2 separate regions of the Mus musculus genome follow, and region 1 is linked to region 2. The links are chromatin contacts, called in public promoter capture Hi-C maps. All regions are on one chromosome and are shown on one strand. Each heading gives the region's core, a stretch centred on a gene start, on an enhancer-like site or on the middle of the called end of the contact. The rest is flanking DNA. Distances are from core to core; before and after follow the strand shown. Region 1 holds the start of Tubgcp4 (tubulin, gamma complex associated protein 4). Region 2 holds the start of Knl1 (kinetochore scaffold 1).

What was found. Promoter capture Hi-C pulls out the DNA fragments that hold promoters and counts their contacts.
Region 1: a promoter capture Hi-C map of liver shows a contact between it and region 2, with 5 times the contacts expected there. The contact joins the promoter of Tubgcp4 here to the promoter of Knl1 in region 2. A contact is called at or near these places in 1 of 39 promoter capture datasets (liver), 1 of 115 datasets of contacts at active chromatin or transcription factors (astrocytes) and 2 of 9 other capture datasets (adipose tissue and liver).

What each region holds. Positions count from the first base shown.
Region 1 is chr2:121,169,592-121,173,398 of GRCm38.p6, reverse strand. It overlaps Tubgcp4 (tubulin, gamma complex associated protein 4), which reads right to left and starts at 2,231. Exons shown (of 18, transcript NM_153387.3): 1 at 1,928-2,231. The coding sequence starts at 2,005. Zscan29 (zinc finger SCAN domains 29) reads left to right here and starts at 2,274. Exons shown (of 5, transcript NM_001290819.1): 1 at 2,274-3,589. The coding sequence starts at 3,275.
Region 2 is chr2:119,045,325-119,048,965 of GRCm38.p6, reverse strand. Knl1 (kinetochore scaffold 1) reads right to left here and starts at 1,847. Exons shown (of 24, transcript NM_029617.3): 1 at 1,743-1,847. It overlaps n-TSgct7 (a tRNA gene), which reads left to right and starts at 2,135; the gene lies at 2,135-2,216.

The DNA.
Region 1 (3,807 bases), core at 982-3,481, 2.1 Mb before region 2:
ATGGTTTTAATTTTCCTTGTTACTGGGTTGGTAATTCTGGTTAACAAGGTATTGTTACACAATTACAAGGTCGTGTTCCTCATCCAGATGTAATTGCTTGTTCTTAAAATAGGTACCCTAGAGAAAGAATTCACACAATAGGAGCTGGAAAGATGTTCTGGGACTCACATAGTAGGAAATTCTTGCAAGTTGTCCTCTGACCTACACAGAGGGGATCAGGGGAGAGGAGAGGAGAGAGGACAGACAGAAACAGACAGGGACAGAGACTCCCTTGGCTTATATCTTCAAATTATGTTTTGCTTGAAAGCTTAGGCAAGTTACATCATGGCACCTCTCAATGTCTTAGTTTTCAGAAGTAAAAAGTGGAGATAACTGTGATAACAGATAATATGAATGACAGGTGTTAATCACAGTTACAGATTCAATATATATGTATGTGTGTCTTTTATTACTGATGACACTTCTACAGTTATCAATTTTTTTGTGACTTTTTAAAAATATTTTTATTAGGTATTTTCCTCATTTACATTTCCAATGCTATCCCAAAAGCCCCCCATACCCCCCCAACCCCCCTACCCCCCCACTCCCACTTTTTGGCCCTGGCATTCCCCTGTACTGGGGCATATAAAATTTGCAAGTCCAATGGGCCTCTCTTTCCAGTGATGGCCGATTAGGCCATCTTTTGATACATATGAAGCTAAGAGTCAAGAGCTCCGGGGTACTGGTTAGTTCATAATGTTGTTCTACCTATAGGGTTGCAGATCCCTTTAGCTCCTTGGGTACAGTTATCAAATTTGAACACTTCTTGTTGACAGAGTTTTAGAAAAGTTCTAGGTTTAAGATCAGTGAAATGGCTCAGAGAGTCAGGCATTTGCTACACAAACCTGAAGACCTGAGTTAAATCCCTGAAACCTACACAAATGTGGGAAGAGAGAAGTGACTCCATAAAGTTGACCTCTTCATACACTCTGTGACATATATGCCCACACTCATACAACATAGACACATACTCTAGTTTTAAAAAAAAAAATTCTAGTTTAGGCTTAATTACTGTGAAAAAGTCAACTCCACCTTGAAGTCACTGATACCATTTTACACAACACACTTAGACACATTTGTAGTTGTCATTCTTTTCTTTGCCTTTCTCTGCCCTCTGTTCCCTTCTTTTCTTGCTTTCTTTTTTGAGAGAAGGTTCCACAGTGAAGCCCAGGCTGGACTTGAATCACACCAATAATCCTGCTTCAACTTCCCAAAGGCTGGGATTACAGGCACAAACACTACGCCTGGCTATTAAACTCAGTGTTGCCAATTTAGTTTCGGCAAAATATTGAGTATCACGCTATATCTGGGCTTCTCACGGGGGTTGGGGGAGATAAAGGAACAGAGGGGGAGAGGAAGAGAAAACAACTAACGGGTACATTCCTGTTATACTCTTCTAATTACAGGAAAAACCCCCTCTCAAGTTCTTCACCTGGTACAGAAATTTTCGAAGAAAGGAGGGAAACACCATATGTTTACAAATTCATTTTTTTCATCCAACACAATTTACTGAGTATTGTGTCTTGAGCGCTTTGTATACATTTCCACTACTTTCAAAATTCAATTTGAATCAATGCAAGAGTTCCCTATCCCTCCCCCTTTTCCCTCAAATAACTATCATCTAATTCCAGCTACACATTTAGGGATTCAGTTTAACAACAAATTCATATGCAGTGAAAAGAAGTGTGGTTCTATCCACTCCTAGTGGTTCTCTAGCAGGAGTCGCGGGACCGCAGGGCCCCCATAGCCGGAGCTCCGTAGGGTTGGCCCTCGGTTTCTCCCCGCTCGCGGGCGCCGGTCGGTTGGAGTTCCCCGGGTCCCGCCCCTTCGCTGCGGCTCAGCTGCACCCGCCGCGCGGCAAGCGACTCGTCTCTGACCCCCTGCATACCTGCAGGCCACTCCGCTTGTTCCAGGTGAAAATGGACCCTGGGTACCCACTCAGGGCCAAGAGCAGTTCGTGAATCATTTCTAGGGCGGCTCGGGAGTCCCTAGATCTACCACCTCCTCTTTTCAGCGCCTCTCCGGGCGACCCCTCACACCCAGCGGAATCTCTTGCCCTGAATCCCCGCAGTCCACCGGGAGAGGAGATGCCACAGAGCCGCGCGCCGCATCCCGGAAGTGCGCGCGGCCCAGGCGCCCACCGCCTCGCTCCCGCCGCGGAGCCGCGAGGAGGCGCCGGTGCCGTCGCGCATGCGTCCTGGGCTCCAGGAGAAGCCCGCTCGGACTTCCGGCTTGAGAGCGGGACTGAGGCTAGCCCAGGAGGGGAAGGGATGAGAGTGAGTTGAGAAGCTGGTTGAGAGAGACGCGGCCTGGGGTGGGCCGGCGGGAGTCCTCAGGACGCCTTGGCAGGGTCTGTGGCATTTTGACCGACTGCCGACGTCTCCCAGAGTGACCCGGCCGGAGGGAAGAAAACAAAGCTGGAACTTGGCAGCCGCCGCTGTGGAGCTGTGCTCGAAGCCCACGGACTCGCAGCACCGGCCCGCATCGGCCTCGTTCTCAGGAGACCCACCACTGCCGCCCCTCGAGCTTCCTCGCTTCACCAACTCCTGTAACTCTCCCCTAGTCCACCTCAATTTAGAAGCCCAAGTCGGCTCCCCCGGTGCGCGACCTTCCCCATCTGTCGCCCCGGAACTCTTGCCGAGTTCTTACTTCGTTCGGGAGGCGCGAGCAAGAGACCCAGTGTTCGGCACTTGACTTTGGTTCGGGGTGGAAATTTGTAGTTTGGTGTTCAAGGGGCGGGGCAGACACCAGGAGCTTCTGGAAGGACGGCGGTGGTTCTAGGGGAGAATAGCCGGCGCTCGCTGGACAGAGGCTTTTTGTTGTCGTTCGCCAAACGTTTTGACCGATTTGATCTGGGGCGCTAATGATTTACCTGAGGTGGGAGCGAAGCGGACAGATTTTTCTTTTCTCTGCAACTTCCTGGGGATACTCTAAACGTCACCTAGAAATGCAGTTTTTAAAAGGTCATTTTCACCTTGCCTATTGATTTGCTGTCCTGAAAAGGTACTGCCTCAGAAGGCCACTTCGAGCATATTGAAAGTCAGGCCGGCTCTGACAAGGTTTTAAACATGTAAAGATACTCTCCTCAGATAGCGCCATTTCTCTCTACTCTAGGATAAAACTCCTTTTTACAGAGAGACTCATCTGCAGGTGTTTCTCCAAGGGCATGCAAAGATAGTGTAATAAGTCCTAGAACCCAGACAGTGAGGAGAGAAACGGCTTTCTGCTGTGAAAGATGGCCAAACCCACTCGGAGAGGAAATGGCACAAGCTCTGAAAGCTTACGACAGCGCTTCAGAAGATTCCATTACCAGGAGGTGGCTGGGCCCCGGGAGGCTTTCAGCCAACTATGGGAACTTTGCTGTCGGTGGCTAAGGCCGGAGGTGCGGACCAAGGAGCAGATTGTAGAATTGTTGGTGCTAGAGCAATTCCTGACTGTGCTACCTGTGGAGATCCAGAACTGGGTACAGAAGCAATGTCCAGAAAATGGAGAGGAGGCGGTGACACTGGTGGAAGATTTAGAAAGAGAGTCTGGAAGACCTGGACATTCGGTGAGGAGGAGGGGGAATACAGTCAGAAGTGTGTGGCTGGGGAGAGACAAGGATGGAGGGGCAGTTTAAGATCAGTCGGATGTAAAGAGGTTTGGTGATTTTGATACTTCTGATCTGGAAGGGTTACTTTTTCAGGTAGGGCTTGCTTGGAGATGCCTACTCTGTTACAGTAAGTCTTTCACTTCAGTTTCTTAAGAGAAAAAATGGGGGAAGTTTCT
Region 2 (3,641 bases), core at 598-3,097:
CAAAAAGTTTGAGCCACCAGTCTAAATAATCCAGGGGTCTGCAGACCAACAGTGGGCCAAAGCAACCTTTGAGAACTTTCTTTTAACTGAAGAAAATAAACATCACCACCAAAACATCATGTAGCAGAGACCATCATACTGACCCACAGCAAGCAGAGCCTAAATACTATCTGGCTCTTTGTCCATTCCTGAATTTATACAACCAAAATATACAAACATTTTCACTGATTCAGACTCCACTGATACAGACTCTAGACCTGTGCTGTCAAATTGAATGATTATATACAATGAAATTAAGATGAAACAAATTAAAACTCAAGTTTTTGGTAATCATACTACATTTCTTTGATAACCATATTTTAAGTGCGCCAAAAATGACTGCTAATAGATACCATGTTGGACAGTGCAGATATAGAATATTATTATCACAGAAAATTCTATTGGAAACGCTTGTTCGATCCAGTATCTAGAATCAGTACCTTCTCGTATTCTCAGCATCAAACACATCATTTATATCACCATCCCAAACATTTTACTCCATTTACATCTATCAACTTGTAAAGGTTTCCAGCCATTCACATAGTCAAGAAGTACACTGCTTGAACCTAACCTTTAATGACCAAATACCTTACGATATATTTCCTTCCATATTTATAAATCATCTCTCCAACAATCTGACCAATGAAATGCCATCCCCATGAAGTCTACTTTAGCACAAGACAATGAACCTATGAGACATACAAGGGACTCAACGGAACCAATTTAACTGAAATGAAAACTAACGGTCAACCTTGGTGTCTAGAATAAACTGCTGCTTTGGGTTTTAGCCACATGCTTTATCTCTGTTAACTTCTGTCTTAGTCACAGTTTTATTGCTGTGAAGAGACACCATGGCCACAACTCTTATAGCAGGAAGCAGTTAATTGGGGGTCTTGCTTACAGTTTCAGAGACTTATATAGCAGTCATCATGGGGAACCTGCGAGCAAACACAATGCTGAAGGAGTAGCCAAGAACGTCCACAAACAGCAGGCAGAGTTTTGGAAACCTCAAAGCTCATCCCTCATTAACACATCTCCTCCAACAAGGCCACCCCTCCTCCTAATCCTTTCAAACAGTGCCACTCTCAGTTGACTCGGCATTCAAATATATGAGCATAAATCAAACTACAACGTCTAGTACATTTTAAAAATTGCAGTAGGCAATATTTTTCTTCCCAAAGGGAATCCAAAGTCTTTTGGATGGGAAAGGAAATTTATGTAATCTAACACACCGATTTGTCTTTACTAATGTTGGACCTGCAGAAACCCGAAACTCTATTATTGTGCTCGGACGGAGCCTACAATTTAAAGTTCACTCGTCGCCTTCAGACCACGGAAGCAGGGAACGTCGGTCAGAAACACATACCACAAGGAGTTGGCGAGAGACGGTGGGACCGGATCCCGGAGCCCTGACCAAAGATGATGGGCGGGGCGAACCCGGAGGCCCACGGCGCACCGCGCAGACGACACGACCCCGGGAATGGAGCGGCTTTGGGAAAGGAGAAGCGAAACGCGGCGCTCCAGGAGAAGGAGAGCGGGCCGTTGGCGCTCGCGCGGTCCGGTCGGCTGCAGGGCCTTTCCGAGATCGCCCCGACGACCGAGCGACCTCAGCAACCCGCGCCCGCCCTTCAGCACTCAAACAGAACCCGAGCCCTCTCAGGAGCCCAGAACGGAAAGGAGCATTCTGACCCGCCACCGACCACCTGCTTGACTTGTCTGGGGTCCTCGCGCTCCTTGGAGTCGGACGTCACCTCTCAACGTCCCTGAAGTATTCAAATCTAACCGCCCTAGTGATGCGCATGCTCAGTGCTGCGCGCCGCGCAGACCCCACCCCTTCGGCTCCAGACCGGCCCCGCCCCTAAGACATAAACTTCTCTGTCCTCCTCTGCTCTGACTTAAGTTCCCTCGGGTTTTTCTTCTTTTCTACAGAATTTTCTTCGTCTCTGTTATTCTGAGAACGGCCATCTTCTTTCGAGTGTTTGCAGAGTAAACAATCGCACTGTTGGCTTCCGTACAAAATGGCGACTTCCATGGTATTGCGTCACAGCGCTCTGTGTCTACTCCCTATAGCTACCAGGAAGAAACTAGCTTCTGGGACGAGGTGGCCGAGTGGTTAAGGCGATGGACTGCTAATCCATTGTGCTCTGCACGCATGGGTTCGAATCCCATCCTCGTCGAAAGTGTCTTTTGCTAATTAGTGTAATGTGAATTTATAATCCACAGGATGGAAGTGATTAAATATTGCTTCGGGTTTTAATTCCGATCAGGTTCTATCTAACACAATTAGTCTCAGCATCGAGGTGTTTTAGTTGGTGATATTGTAATTTGAAGGAATTTGATATTTGAAATCAGCTGAAGGAATTGAGATATTTGAAAGGCTGCTTTTGGAATGTTATGACTCACAGATGAAGAAAAAGCAGATAAAGAGACTTTTTTCTAGGAATTTAATTTCTTACAAAGTAAAATAACAGGACATGTTCAGTGGTGGTCTGGAACATGAAATGTCCTAGCTCTGAGATGAATGCTTTCAGTCTTTAATGAGCTCTTACTCCGAGGGCTTTGTTTTGTTTTTGTTATTTTGAGACACAGTTTTACTGTGTAGCAGTCTAGCCTCCAGGTTAAAAATCATCCTGTCTCGCCTTCCCAAATGCTAGGATTACAAAGCTATACCCCCATAATCGCTATTTTGGGGGTTTAATACCTGTCCTGATCGTGAAGTACCATATTGCATTACAAATGCCACCTCTTCCAGCCCTTAAGCAAGCTATGGGATTTGTTTTCAATGTATACATTAAAAAGGTGCCCATGGGGGTGGGGGTAGGGGTGGGGGTGGGGGTGGGGGTGGGGGGGTAACCCAAGTGAACCCTTTGCAGGGCAGTGGTGGCGCAGACCTTTAATCCCAGCAGTTGGGAGGCAGAGGCAGGCGGATTTCTGAGTTCGAAGCCAGCCTGGTCTACAGAGTGAGTTCCAGCATGAGTTCCAGGACAGTCTGGGCTACACAGAAACACTGTCTCAATCCCCCCACCCCCACCCCAAAACAAAACTCCCAAAAACAAAACAAACAAACAAACAAAAATGCCCATGACATTTGAAATCTTGCTATGATCCAGAAACTACTGAAGAAGAGGAACACGACTACCTTTTCAAAAGACAAAAAGCTGAATCTTCTGGATTTAACCAAAGGATTAGGAATAGAAAAAAGAACAGAGATTTTCCTCCTGTAACATCATCAGACAAATTCATTCAACTCACACTTAAAAACCCTTAATGTTTTTTACATAACTAAAAGCAACATACATTTTACATGGATTATGTGTCTCCGACTCTGCAGAACCCTGTGATCATGATAGATGTCTTCATATTCTATTATTGTTGTTTTACACTGAAAGATTAATTTGTCCAAGGCTATACAGCTTCTAAGTTGCAGACAGGACAGTGTAACCCACATCTATTGACTCCATGATGTTTAACCCTCATCCTGTATGGTACCAGATCATGAAGAGTTCTTAATGATCCCCTGGAGTGGTGATTTTACATTCCTCTCACTGGGCATGCTCAGTGTTCAAGAGCCCAGCACCAGGGGCAGGTGCTTCAGCAAGATT